Linked DNA regions of Rattus norvegicus: region 2 is linked to region 1. A link is a contact called in public Hi-C data. All regions are on one chromosome and are shown on one strand. The core of a region is the stretch at or near the end of the contact, and the rest is flanking DNA. Distances in the headings are between cores, read along the strand shown. Region 1 overlaps Prkn (parkin RBR E3 ubiquitin protein ligase). Region 2 overlaps Prkn (parkin RBR E3 ubiquitin protein ligase).

Evidence for each region. A called contact is a pair of places that touch in the nucleus more often than the background predicts.
Region 2: a contact with region 1 is called in a Hi-C map of prefrontal cortex, with 2.6 times the contacts expected there. The contact joins two enhancer-like sites. A contact is called at or near these places in 2 of 12 Hi-C or Micro-C datasets (frontal cortex and prefrontal cortex).

The regions. Positions count from the first base shown.
Region 1 is chr1:51,436,695-51,440,956 of GRCr8, reverse strand. All of the region lies in intron 8 of Prkn (parkin RBR E3 ubiquitin protein ligase), which reads left to right. Among named protein-coding and RNA genes, the nearest start is that of Agpat4, 260 kb to the right of the region's middle. Within about 2 kb of position 2,961, at least 25 of the 93 cell types and tissues checked have an H3K27ac peak or open chromatin away from gene starts, as enhancers often do.
Region 2 is chr1:51,674,724-51,679,000 of GRCr8, reverse strand. All of the region lies in intron 6 of Prkn (parkin RBR E3 ubiquitin protein ligase), which reads left to right. Among named protein-coding and RNA genes, the nearest start is that of Agpat4, 500 kb to the right of the region's middle. Within about 2 kb of position 2,275, at least 17 of the 93 cell types and tissues checked have an H3K27ac peak or open chromatin away from gene starts, as enhancers often do.

The sequences.
Region 1 (4,262 bases), core at 1,712-4,211:
AAACATATGGCTTAGGCAACTTACATAAGGGTTTATTTGAGGTTTGCAGTTTTAGAAAGTTAGGAGTTTATGTCTGTCATGTTGGGAGCATAGCATCAGACAGACAGGCAGGCAGGCATGGCTTTGGAGCAATAGCTAAGACCTTACATCTTGTGTCCACAGCACAAAGCAGATAGAAGGAGCAGTGAAAAGTGCAAGAATCCTTTGGAACCTCAAAGTCCACCCCCAATGACACACCTCCTCCAACATAGCCATACCCACTCCAACAAGGCCACACCTCCTAATCCTTCCCAAACTATTCTACTAACTAGGGGCAAAGTATTCAAATATATGAGACTATGGGAGCCATTCTCATTCAAACCACCACAAGGCCCAAGGTGAAAAGTTTTGTAACTAAGCCCAGGGTTTCCCCCAGAGTTGTCAGGTAAATAAGGCTGTAGATATCTAGTTTTCTAGGCAGTATTTATGGTGGCAGATAATGAAAATCTAAATTAGACTAGAAAGGAATTAAACTTGAAAAGGGCCATTTGGCAAGGAAAAATGTTAGGCCCAATAATTAAAAGTCTCCATGAGTTTGAATTAAGTCATGTGCATATCTTGATTTAAAAGTCTAGAAAAATAGGGGATGCTCCTTGGAAGGAAAATACTAGGAGTTGGTCCCTCCTCTTGAGGAGATAAGGCCTAAAGAGGACAATGGGAAACATCACAGAGATGATGAGATCAACCTGAAAGTGCAAGTCAGTAAATGGTTCACCAACAAGAAGGAGTTCAAATTCCCCAGAGTGACCCCAAAGCCAGGAGCCAGACTGACCTAGAGGCTACTCTTCTACAAGTGAGGGCTGTTCCCAGCATCCCCACACAAAGACAGTAGTGAAAAGGAAAAAGTAAGAAAGAGGCAGCACAGGGGTCCAAGGAGCAGGGAGTCTGCAAGACCAAGGGAGGTGGATGAGTTTTGGGTAAGTCAAGAGAAAACATTTTAAGAAGCTGACTACATGGGACAGCTTGTTTCTCATGGATCAAGACCACAAGGAAACATGGAGGAGAGAGGGGAGAAGCCAAAATTGATGCATACTGGAGAATGGCCAATGACACTGGAGATTGTGACAGTGACACAGGACACATACCAAAGGCAACCCTCAGCATGGCACAGTGTCAGGAGTGGGGAAGATGCCCTCTACTGACCTCTGCAGAAACACATGCGGTCCTCTGAACCACTCGCATCTCTCACTGCAGAAGGCCTCCTTCACAGTACGGGCTGGCTCATGTTCAAGGGTAGACCACAGTACATAGAAGACCCTCTAGACCAGAAAATCGTTATAAAAACCTGAGTCATTCAGGTTCTGATAGGTTCATTAAATAAGTGTTCACTGGAATGAACCTGTTCTGGTGTCTCACCCACAGTCTTACACAAAGCTTGTGAACAAAAGTGTCACCCCGCTGCTCCCTTCTACTGGCCACATAACCACCTGGAAACCTTCAGGCTGCCTCAGCACTGGATGAAGAGACTTACTCTAAAATAAAGGGGGAGCTGTGAACAAACCAAACTAGAGAAAGTGTCCAGGGAGACAGAGGAAGGAAGGTTGGGTTGGCCATAAGGACCACAGTTCCTTCTGAGAAAATTAGAGCCAAATTCTACTTGCATTCAGGGTGGGGCTTAGGCTTGCCAACTAACCTAATACTACTCCAAGCTTTTGCTCTGGAACAAAGGAAATGGAAAACACATTGTAGGTAAAGGCAGCAGTGCCAGAGCCGTGCCCATCAAAATGGCGGGCTAGGAACTCCTGCTTACAGAGTCTGAGCAAGTCACATCAGCTAAAAACCCTTGGGAAGAAGGGATCTTGCATGGTTCCTGCCTTCCTAGTCTTGTCTTCCCTGAAGATACCCTGCTGTGTTTAACAGAGCACAGAAGAAACAAAGAAGCTAGTCAGTTTCCATTTTCTTCTCAAAGATTCTTCTATCCCCAGAAGCTGAGATACAAATTCTTGGCACCATCTCCATCCATGTCAGAGTACCCCAAGGGCTTCGTAACTTCCAATCCAGGATTCCTTCTGTCGCCCCCAGTCATTTCTCTGGCGTACACTGATGAGCTTCCTTCTTGCGTCCGATTTCGCCATCCTAATGATTGCGTTTTCTATGCAGAGAACAAGGTCCAGCCCTTTCTCTAGCCAATTCACTTCATCAGCAGCTGACAGATGTCCAGGGAAGCAAAGAACATTACTGGAAAAGGCACAGAGAACAGGCTCAGCAGGAGACAGAGCCACCACGGAGACCGTCACTAACTCTCAGACTAACGACCCACAAATGAGGAAAAACAAGAAGAAGATTACATATGATTTTAGGAGTGCTTAAAAAAAATAATAATAAGCCTTCTAATGAGTGTGGAGAAAATAGGGCATTCCCTACATAACAAGGGGAAATATTCTAGGAAAAGTCACTGGTCTTTTACGTAGTTGTTCTTGGCATTTTTAACCCAAGCAAGTAAACAATAAATGGGTTTTAGTGGGTGGCTAAGGAGCAGTGAGCCAACAGTTTTTTGTTTGTTTGGTTTCTCTTTTTATCAAAATGGAAAAAGGAAGGGAAATGGAGGTATTGTTCTGAGCTGAGTTCTAATGTTGAATGCCTACATGGTACCAGTGTGGAATTTAGACTGTGCATCCCTGTGACCCCAAGGCTTCACCCATCGCCTTCCATGGGAAGGATTCAGGCAGGAGGCAAAGGGCTAGCACTGGTGTGGGGTACAGAGTACCAGTTTCCCAACAACAGGTCTTCTACCAGTGATCCAGGGAGGGCAAGTGACACATCCACCTGCCCCAAGGACCACCCTCATAGCTTCAGTTAACAGAAGCCAGAATCCATGCCGGAAGAAGGCAAAAGAGGCCCAACAGCTGTACCTGAGTGCCCCCAAAAGGATGCTCTGGAAAACACCAGGACAGCACAAAACCAGTCTCCAAGCAGTTGCCTGGGGGCAGGCAGCTCCTGGATGGCTGACAAGTCCTGACTCACTTTCACAGAACATCTGCCAGCTCTCCCCCATCCTGGTCTCAGCCTCCTTCCCCTGTTCTTAACATTTCTCTGACTTTTAAAATCTAGATTTCCTCTCTTGCTTTACTTTCCCCAGGAAAGCATGCAAATTAAGCCCAAGAGTGAAACAGAAAACAGAAGGCCACAAAAGCACAGTTCTTTCCTAGCCTGACTCCTCAGGCAATCACCCATGTTCTTTCATGGACTTAGCATGCAGTCTATCAGTAAAAAAGAAAAAGGAAGATCACTGGCCCACACTGGGCTTGAACCAGTGACCTCTGCCTCATTATTGAATGATAATCTGCTCAGTCCAACACTTCTAACTACCTTCAGGCCAACAAAATACAGGATCTGTTTCATCATACTATCCCATGAGTCATTATTTAGAATCCTAAAATATGATTTTTGTTGAAATCCCAATAAGCCTGGTACTTTCAAATGAATATTTCTTGTTTTTAAGAGAATCTATGAGAGTCTATGTGAGTGCACACAAAAGAAGGAATTTTTATCCCACAAATAAGGTAGAAAGCATAAAAATAAGCTACGATTTTACTGAGGTGAGACATTCAAAATTGCATCTGTCATTATGTTTCCATGAACTATGAGCAAATGATTTGTTATTTTCCTTGGGTGAAGAGTCTCATGGCATGATTATTTTTTAAAAAGCTTTTGCAAATATTATGTAACAAAATATAAACTATTTTAGATACAATAGTTGATCTCAATTATCAACTTGAGACCTAGAATCACTGAGGGAAAGGACATGCCTGTAGGGCATGACTAAGATGAAAAGACCTGACCACTGTGGGTGCCACCACTCCCTTGGCTGAGCCCAAGTGTTCAATGCTCTCTTCATGCTGAAGGCAGACATGATATGACCAGCTGCTTCAAACTCCTGCTGCTTTGACTTCCCCATCATAATGTACTTGAAACTGTGAGCCAAAAATAAACCCTTCCCTCTTCAGTTGCTTTTTTCCAGGTGTTTTGATAACAATAAAAGTATGATACAAGTTATCTATGAACTATCTACTTTATGAAATCATGTCTGGAAATTTGTAAACTAGATTTAACCAAAGCTTAAATTAGAAGTTTGATAATCTAATATTAGTACACACACACACACACACACACACACACACACACACACACACACACACATACACACCATGTATTCCAAAGGCAAACAATAAGTTATTTGTGGCTAATTACTTGCTTTGATTTTCTTAGGCCTAGGCTATGTT
Region 2 (4,277 bases), core at 1,026-3,525, 240 kb before region 1:
CCAGAGTTGCACCAGTCTTACCTGGAGCTGCATGTCCATGCCGAGAGTACCCACTGTGCTGTTTGCTCCAGGGCTGCAGTGCTGCAGCAGTAGCACAACCATATTACTGTCCTGCAGCAGGTTGGTAAAGCCATTGGTCCCTACTCTGCAGGGCTCCAATGGCACCAGGGTGAAGACGAGAGATGACTAGACATATTTCTGGGATGTGGACTGCCACTTAGACTGGCTCTAGAGAGCATTTCATGTGAGGACAGCCCCAGGACAGCCTTGCAAGGGAGGGATAATGAGAAGGAATCCTATAGTGCTGGGGACTGGAAGGACGAGGGCAAATATAGGTGTTCTGGAGTGATACCCAAGTTTGTTGGAACAATGAGGGGCATTGATCTGGTCCCAAGGCCTCCTCATGAGCAGTCACTCTTGTGTTTTGTCTAGGGCTAAATCCTGGTACGAAAGGTTGATTTCATTCACTTGGTTGAACTAAGAAACACCACTCAGGGTATCAAGGAAGTGTCTGTGATAGCAAAGTGGATAACTTTGTGTGGACAAAGTCCATAAATGAATAAAAAGGGGGAAAGGAAAGAGGAGGAAGCCTGTAGCACATCCCACTTTCTCTGTTCCCTATAAGGTGCCTCAGCCACCAACATCAAGCCACCCTGTCTGCTATGCTTTCCTCTCTCCCAACCTCAATCAACTGTACCCTCAATCTATAACCCAATCCCTCCCTTAAGTTCCTTCTTATTATGTTTTTGGTCAGAGAAATGAGAAGAGTTAACTAAAGACCCCTTAGTTGAGGACCATGACAGTACTTAAATCACACGGTGTTTCTCGGGATTTGAAGAGCTGGCTGTGGACTGACATCTGCACAAAGACTCCTCTGTCCACACAGAACAATGTCTCCATCATAATGGGATTTCTGAGATGCATGGGGCCAGGACACCTTCAGGCACCTGCTTCCTGAATAAGGGGCGGGGCAAGAAGGAGGCCACAAATGCAAATTCCAACCTTATAAAAGACGTGGATCTGTGCTATTTGACTGTGCTTATCTGCCCAGTTGCTCAGAAAGCATTCAGGGTGCCCAACCTCTTGACATGATAAGGGCCCATGGGCATCTGCATAGTTCACCCCCAACAACCACATAGTCAATTTACAAAGAAAATAAAGAAATGAAGTTTCCCCCCCCCCTAATATGTCAATTAAGCTTATAATTCTGTATCGGGCTACATTCATAGCTGCCCTGGGGTTCCTGTGCCGCACAGGCTGTAGGGTAGACTCACAGGATGAAAGGGGTATGAGCGGTTTTTCTTAGTACTTCCTTTAGTCAAAATGACTGCAGCCAGTGGATCTGGGGTCCTCGTGCCTCATACCTATCGCCCAGACAGACAGCCTGACATCCACCTTTGTTTGACCAAATGTTTTATAAACTATCACCCTGCCATTAGCTTCTTAGGGCCCACAGTCCATCCTTCAAGAACAGATGCTGGGCTGTTGGCTGCCATTTCAAGCAGTCTACACTTGTATAATAAGCACGTATTTTTAAAAGACTCATAAGGGAATTCAAGGAGTCCTACAACCGTTCCGTGCTAGCTATGAGTGAGGTCCGAAGGATTGAAGACTTACTTACAGCAGCTCGAACTTGATTTTACATTATCAATTCTCTGTTGTTGCCTGAACTGAGTCTCACTGCCAGGAAAGCGAATCTTAATGGACTGGCAGGCGGCACATGCGGGCAGTGGCCCCACCTAGGGGCAGAATGGTGTATTTCCTTCTGTCTTCTATTTTCCTGTTTGTTCATTTTGTGAGTTGAAGGACAGAAAAGCTCACAGCCTTGCAGGACCAGGGAATTTTCCATGAGCCTATCCAGAAAGCTGGAGGATGTTTGAAGGAGACATCACTTGAAAGAAGAGAACGCCACAGCACAATTTCTTCCCTAGGATGTCACCAACAAATCAGCTGCACTGTGCCCCAACCCCACCCCCACTTCATCTAGAAGCACCGCTGAGGGGGAAATGGGAAGGAGTTGATAGTGTGAGCTGTCGGGACAGGGGTACGGAGAGAGCTGGATTTGAGGAGAGTGAGTCAGATCCACAAGGGAATGAATGGGCTCACCTAATTCACAGATGCGGCATCAATAACCCTGAGCTTCACATAGCTTCACTCTCAATAGCCCACAGGAGGGAGGACGCTTGGGAGCAGAAAAGACCTGAGGAGCTAGGAACAGAGAGAGCAGCTCTCCCAGACATGGAGGTGTGGTGGGGAAGGGAGTGGCCAGAGGAGCTTGCAAATGGACAGGAAGTCTTCCTTCCCACATTTTTTGCCCCTCCCAGGTATCTTAACTTATCATGGTGTTTATTTCATAGTGAGGAAAGCCCTCACTTAGAGACTTGGAATCACTTATCCTTTTCTGGTTTGGCCTAGAAAAATCACAATTCAGGGAAAACCTGAAGCTTGAAAACCATCCTTTTACGGAAAGGGAACTCAGTGTTACCTCTATGGGAGTTCACTGTGTTCTCATTCACACTTCGCTAAGCATGAGATGCCAAAACTACACACTGATTCCATGCAGGAGGCCAGACTCAATCCAGGCCACTCAGGCTGACAGTTTCAACCCAAGCGCATACGGAAACTCCCTTGCATCAGAGCTGAAAACAGGTTAGGGAACTCCCATCGCCGGCATCAGAAGCCTGTGTGTGCCACAGATGAGTATGAGATTCCTGGAACATGGCTGTGAGTTAAAGGAAAGGGGTGCAGGGAGCATGGGAGAAAGAGAGAGAGAGACAGGAAGAGGAGGAGGGGAGAGAGCCCTTGAGTACTGTGGCAGAAAACCACGAATATGAAGAATGGCGATCTAAATCCAGCATCCTGAAAGCCAGTGGTGGGAGGGCTGTCTAGAGAGTGGCTAAAGCTAGCAAAAATGCCAAATGCTAGCACCCCCCACCGTGAGCGTGTGCACATGTGTGTGTGTGCACGTGTGTGTGTGTGTGTGTGTGTGTGTGAGAGAGAGAGAGAGAGAGAGAGAGAGAGAGAGAGAGAGAGAGAGAGAGATGTATGGAGCATTTAAGACAACTGGAAATGCCTCTGTGGGCAGCTTAAACCTACAGGCATTGCTAGCCGCCCACCTTCTCTGTGAGTTATAATGAAAACTCCCACTGCTAGCCTGTGTGTGCACAGAATCCAGACTCGGAGGTCACCCCACGCAGGAAGAATTCAATGAAAAAGGCTTTGGCGTGTGCAGCTTGAAAGCTTACTCTCCTGGCTCGGTGACACCTCTGGCTATAGACAGAGGCAAATGTGAAACTTCCACAGGCCCCCGCCCAACCCTCCCCAGCACTGGAAACCAGCCACACTTCCCATCTACCGCCCTAGCTCCACTAGCTGCCACTGAGGGCTGCAGCGCTGGGAGGAGGAAACACTTTAGCGCAGGGCCTTACATCACTGTCCTATTAGTCTAAGCAGAATAGAGCAGATTGTTTATTTTGGTTCAGCTCTGCTCCAGGCTGTAACATCAGATGTAACTCCCAGAGTGACAAATTCTGATCGCAGTGTCATAGATTAAACAAGAGCAAGGGAAGCCGGGCGAGCGTGTGACCGTAGGGGGTGTGGAGCGTGATGGGGGTCTGAGTACCAATTTGAACCCCTTTGTCTTAGGCAGCCCCCCAGCTTTTCCCTGAGGATCTGTACTTTCCCTCATATCCACCCATGACAGTCACAGCTTCCACTGGGTTAATAGACCGGGCCTTTAATTTCTTTAAAAATATTAATGAAAGGTGATTCCTGCTTTTCCTTAGAGCATATTTAACTCCTTTCCTAGTACATATTTTATGAGATTTGCTGGGTATTTTTCAATACCCTTAAGCCCAGGAAACATTAACTCTAATCACAAGTGGCAGAGTTACCACAGGAGGGTATTGCTGATACCCAGGACATTTGGGCCAGGACATCTGTCAAGGGGAGCTGCAAGAATGGCATTCTAAGGCTCAGTTCTGACCATCCATCCTCACAGCACCATGCAGGCTGGATAGACCCTGCAGTCACAGCAGACACTAAAGCCAACAAGGCAACAGTGAGCTTCGGCAGTGGCAGTTTCCTACCAATTGTAGCCGTCACTTACCCCAAGCCAGGAAGTATGTGTGAGAGTAGATCCCGTGTTATCTGAAGGCTGTCCACCTATTTGGTATCGGGATATCCAGTCCTACACAGGAAGCTCCTCCCACCTCAATGCAAGACCCTTGTGAAGCACAGGGCCCACGGTGAAGCAGGATAAAGCTGAAGCCAGCTTG